2 separate regions of the Canis lupus genome follow, and region 2 is linked to region 1. The links are chromatin contacts, called in public Hi-C maps. All regions are on one chromosome and are shown on one strand. The core of a region is the stretch at or near the end of the contact, and the rest is flanking DNA. Distances in the headings are between cores, read along the strand shown.

Region 1 (2,880 bases), core at 108-2,607:
AACAGGTGCTGATGGAAGGACAGCAGGTAGACACCTTCACCAGGCTTCCTGCACTTCAGAGTGATGGCAGGATGGGGAATGCTGTTGCCGCCTATGGTGGCATGTGTATGAGCACACGTGAGATGTCCCAGAAATAACCACAGTAGGTGGACTGCCTTCAAAGAACCTAAAGGTTGCATAAAAGCAGATAGAAAATTCTGTGTGTGAATACATTTGTACATGTTACTTCACATATAGTAACCACATATACATATGTGTGCATGCACGTAGTTGGATATGATTTTGAAATATCAAAGGTTTGCTTCCCACTATTCACTGCTCCTAGCTCCCGCCTCTGCCATTCAGGCAACAGTAATGGCTTCCTGGAGGGTGACTGAAAGTAAATCACGTTTACTGACACTTATTGTTTCTGATACTTACCTATTCTGAAACAAGGAAACAGTTGTAAATAGCTAATAAATATTGCATTCTTAAATATTTGAACAGTCAAGTCCCTCTTTGTAATCTATAGGTGGAAAACGTATAGCTATTTACCAAACATCTATTTCAAATGAAGTGAGGAACTTTGCAACTCTCCACATATGCACTGCCCAACAGCAGAATAATCCTAGAACCAAAAGGACAGTGACATTTCAAGGAGGAGTTTTTATTTTTATTTTTATTTTTTATTTTTAAAGGGTTTTTAAAATTTATTCACGAGACACAGAGAGGCAGAGACATAGGCAGAAGGAGAAGCAGGGTCCCTAGAGGGAGCCCGATGCGGGACTAGATCCCAGGACCCTGGAATCATGACCTGAGCCAAAGGCAGAAGCTCAACCAGTGAGCCACTCAGGTGCCCCATCAAGGAGGAGGTTTTAAAACACAGAGTAAAAACAGTACTTTCAAAATAAAGGCTTCTACTTGGAAGAATACAACTTTGCTCAAAATGTACAGCATTTGGGATATCCACGACACCAGAATCTGAAGATATTAGCACATGGAATCTTTTCCAATGTCCAGAGAATAGGAATTGGACTAGCAAACTGGTGGAAACAAAAGAGAAGCTACTGATGCTTTTCTGAAAAAGAGCCAGGCACCCTATCCCCTTGTACCTTGCCCTGAGGAAATGGAAAAAGGGAAATCTCAATGACACAAAGCACATAGTTTGTGGAAAGATTTAGGAGTAAAGGAGTTTTGTTGAAGGGGCTGCTATCCTTTTGAAGAAACCAAGTGGCCAATATGGTGGTGCAACAGTGGCTGTGGGGAGGGTCTGGGTGTTGGTTGGACAGCCTTACAGAACAAATAGCAGCCCACCATGGTGTAGGAGGGCTACTGAGATTGCTGAGGTTCCCACGTGGGCAGGGGACTTCGGAGAAGACTGGCTGGCCAAAGGAGGCAAGGTCAGGACAGGGAAGTGACCAAGCATATGCACTTCTATGGCAGAGACTAAGGCCAGATGCCAATGAATGATTCCCAAGGTCCAACAGGCAAGAGTTAGACCTAAGGAGGCCAGCAAAGAGCAGAGATCACACAGAGGAGGTCTCTCACAAGGTGAAAGATGGGACAGTAGCCCTCTAAAGTGGGGGCCTGGCACAGAGTAAATAAGAATCGAGGACACAATTTGATGGTTAATAGAAGCAATAAGCACAGCAGAAAAACATGAAAGTTAGAGACGTAGCTCATAGAATACTAAGGAAAGCAGTCTGATTACTAATAGGAAAATCTTTTTTATGTGAAAGACTTGAGTATGAAACTCTACTTACTGTGCAATCAGAAAATAGGAGTTTCACAGAAAATGATATCAACCCACTGAAGGGGGAGAGGGAAAAGGAGCTGCCCTAAGTAACTTGAGAAAACAATGTTTTGACTGGGAACTGGAGGCTAATGACAAAATGCAAATGGGTAGATGCAGATGGATACATACAGAAATAATTATGTTTACAAACTTGGCTTAGTACTCACATCTATATTTCCTAGATCTGCCTACTGATGGAGGCTGGAAACCTTAGCAACAATGAACACATTCAGTGCCCAGATTTGGGTTTCTAAAGACTCTTCTTCAATAAAAAGAACCAAGGGGTGGGGTGCCTGGGTGGCTTGGTCAGTTAAGCAGCAGACTCTTGATTTTAGCTCAGGTCATGATCTCAGGGTCCTGAGATGGAGCCCACTTAAGACTTTCTCTTTCCCTCTCCCTCTGCCCCTCACTCTTCTCTCTCCACACTCTTCCCCTAAAATAAAGGAACCGAGTCTTTGGAGAAATGTCTAGTTCTAAGGTCAGGGCAGGGGCAATACAAGATGAGTCTGCAGAATCTTGTAATGCCAGAAAGTAAGAAAGAGCTCAGATAACAAAAGGATAGGGGTATTTCAAAAGGACTGGAAATGAACTTGAAAGTGCACCCAATGTCTAAAACTGGAACAACTTGAACAACAAAAACAAAGGAATGTAGTATTAGATTATAACTCAAAGTATAAAAGAAATATCATGAGTATATGTAAATAAATGATTGAATATATAGATGGGGGAGGAAAAAAACTTCATTACATAACAATTCTTCCTAAGTTATGTAGCTATCCCCATTTCCCAGAGGAAATGTTTCATTTCCCTCCCAGACCTCCTTGAGTGTGACCTGGATTTAGTTATGGGATTTCAGACAATAGACTGCAGAAAATGGGTGAGGGGAAAGTCACTAACAGTGAGTGGAGAAACCTGACAAACACTACCTTGGCCAGGTGATCAAGGTTTATATCACCAGGTTAATAAGGCATATTGCAGCATGTTCCTGCTAATATGGTGTGATGAGAAGGGCACTGCACCTGTGTGATACTCTCTCAAGATATGCATAACCTCAGCATTTAAAAAACAATAATAATGAGAACCAAAATAATAGTTTCCATTTAATG
Region 2 (2,880 bases), core at 153-2,652, 450 kb after region 1:
TGGTAGTAACTGCTCAGTAACTGTTCTCTGTAATGTGTTCTGTGTTGATCAAGAGACCACTATACAGCACCTCTTAGCTGCTCCCAAACCTGTGACTGCATGAAAAGTGTACCAGTGTGTTGTATTGCCTTATTTAAGAATTAAACATTAGGGCTAAAAATTCCAACGAAATATCACTTTCCTAATATTTAGTGCCAACCTACTGGTAAGGCAATAAATTAGAATATTTATCTGGTATTTTTAAATCAGTACCTTGTGATCAAAATTATACTCTTAAAATAAACCCAAATGTTATTTCCATTAGAAAAAAAAAGTAAAACCATATTTGGAGCTTACCTTCCTTCCTTATCACTACCCTTTTGTGGCTTGTATATCTTTTCTGAGTTTCTATAACTGGAACTCTAGAGTGATTCAAGAGTATAAGTTGGAAACATCCTAACAATGATTACTCAAGAAGGTATAAGAAGCCTACAAAGGAATTAGAGTAAAGAACCTAGCAGCTGAGCCTCTTTTAAGGACCTCAACACTTTTAGGGAAAAAAAAAGAGAGAAACATTTTTATGCATTTCAAATTAATCCACAATTCATTCATTGAATAAATATCTATTGGAAATGCTACACACTATTCTAGAAACCACAGGTCCACATGTAAATATGCCCCTACCCTTAAGGAGCTTATACTTTAGTGGGAAGGCAGTCTGGTAAACCACCAATTACAATACAGTATGACAACAGAACTATTAGAGGTATGTACAAGATACAAGAGAACATAAAAGAAACAGGACTCAATGTCTACCTGGAGGTGTCTGAGAAAAATTCACAAAGGAAAAAAATAAATGGAAAAGAGATTTTCTTAGCCTGGGAAGGATGAAACAGTATTCCAGGCAAATGGAATGGCATCTGGTCAAATCCAAAAGCATGAAAATACCTGCTTGATGTGCTTCAAAGAGATTGATATTGCTAACAGGTGAACTATGAGTGGAGAGTCAGAGCTAGGAGAAAAAACTGGGCCGATTGATAGGAAACAGATCAGTCATATCTGTCTACAAAATTCAGGCTTTATTCTACAGGTGATACACAAGGAACTATGACAAAGAGACCAATACTAGTTTCAAGTTTGCAAAGGTCACTCTAGCCACAAAACAAAGTCTAGATCAGAAGAGAAGCAGAGTAAGAACCCTATGCTGGAGATGTTAAGTGCCTAGTATAAATCAGTAGTCACAATAAATTGAAATGCAGGTTTGCTCAAATAACCTATTTAGGAACACAAACTTACAGAATTTGGTAATTTATAGGATAAAGCTTGAGAAAGAGGCAAGAATAACGCCAAAGCTTCTATCTTGATTTAAACAGGTGAAAGATCCGGGCAGAAAGAAGAGATTTGTGACTCCAGGTTAGGACACATGAGGCGTTTGTGGAATTTGCAGATAAAAATGTTGGATTTGCAGGTGCAGATGTTAGATCTGGAAGTCAGGAGAGAGATTTGGGCTAAAGATAGAGATTTGGATATGAAGACAGAAAGCACAGTTCAAGTGATGAACATGAATGGGTTTGCCCAGCTAACGGGTAGATGATAGAAGAAAGGACCCATGCTGTATGAGAGGTGAGCCAAGTCAACAAAATTCCTAAGGAGAGACGGAAGCCATGGAGACCACAGAGAGAGGGAACAAGTGGTTGTTGGTACCAAACGTTGCTGCTGGGACATGAAAAAGCACAGGAGGGAAAAGTTTACAGAATTGGATTACTAAGGAGCCATTAGTGCCTTTCAGAGGAGTGGGGAGGGAGAGCAGCTGAGTAGTGTGGGTTGTTTGTGAGGCTCAAACAGGATGTAAGCAAAGAGAGGTAGCAAATCCAGCTCTCTCTAGATGAACACACATTATCTTATGCACGTGGCAAATACACACTCACACTTTCAGCCCATGTGTTAAAACCATGCTAGGCTTGAGTAGATGGTTATGGTAAGCTGCCATCTATGCGATATGCCAAGAAGCCCCTTTCCCCCTGCAAAGACCTTTCCATCAATTGACCAATGCCTGAAAAATCTGATAGAACACAAAGCCTTTCTTCATACAATAATTAGAAATAAAACTTATAACTTACCTTAGAGGAGGTAAAACATGGGCACGTTTCAGTTTAAGCTGGACATTACCTTTGCTAACCCTTATCTGAGAGAAGGTTTGGGCAGGGTAAGGAGCCAGGAAGAATCTGAGAACCCTGGGAGAGAGGACAGAAAGGAAAGCCCAAAGTTACTGAAAATAAATTTTACCTGTCCAAAATTGTATTTAGTTCTACCCCTGTCTTCCATGGTTTTAGAGGTCACATTGTCATAAGCACAAAGATGCAGATTCCTAACCACTGGGAGAAGAATTCTTTCCCCTGGTTGCCAGAGAAGAGAATTACACTGACTAGTAATTTCACATTGTCTAAATTCCAGATAGCTTTAAATAAAAAGTCTACCCTTATTCTCCAACCCACATACTCATTTTCAGCTTCTACCTAATAATCTTGACACATTTCATTTGGTTTTACGGGGTTTTTTTTAAATATCTCTTTAGCATTAGTTAATTTTTTAATTGCCAAGAAAAGTTTTTAAAATCTATTATGGGTATTATGATATGGAACTATTAAGCTTGAACATATATACTGACTTTCAGATCTTTTTGAAACCTGTCATAAAGTCTTAACTTTTTTAAATACTCTGCTACTTTCATGAGCCTTCTAAAAAACCACTCATCAGAGCCATTTAGAAAGAAATATGACATTAAAAGGAGGCAAATTTTCCATGTATTATACTGCGATTTAGTAGTGCTCTCCCATTAACTCTAAATGTGTCTTCCAACCAGTGTGAAGTAGTCATGGTTTATTTGAGCCTGATGGAAAA

What was found. A called contact is a pair of places that touch in the nucleus more often than the background predicts.
Region 2: a Hi-C map of skin fibroblasts shows a contact between it and region 1, with 2.9 times the contacts expected there. The contact joins the promoter of LOC119869399 here to the enhancer-like site in region 1. A contact is called at or near these places in 3 of 9 Hi-C or Micro-C datasets (amygdala, liver and skin fibroblasts).

Annotation. Positions count from the first base shown.
Region 1 is chr15:47,848,769-47,851,648 of UU_Cfam_GSD_1.0, forward strand. All of the region lies in intron 13 of IQCM (IQ domain-containing protein M), which reads right to left. Among named protein-coding and RNA genes, the nearest start is that of IQCM, 400 kb to the right of the region's middle. Within about 2 kb of position 1,358, at least 2 of the 20 cell types and tissues checked have an H3K27ac peak or open chromatin away from gene starts, as enhancers often do.
Region 2 is chr15:48,300,355-48,303,234 of UU_Cfam_GSD_1.0, forward strand. It overlaps LOC119869399 (non-POU domain-containing octamer-binding protein-like), which reads left to right and starts at 1,403. Exons shown (of 5, transcript XM_038559176.1): 1 at 1,403-1,565. The coding sequence starts at 1,403.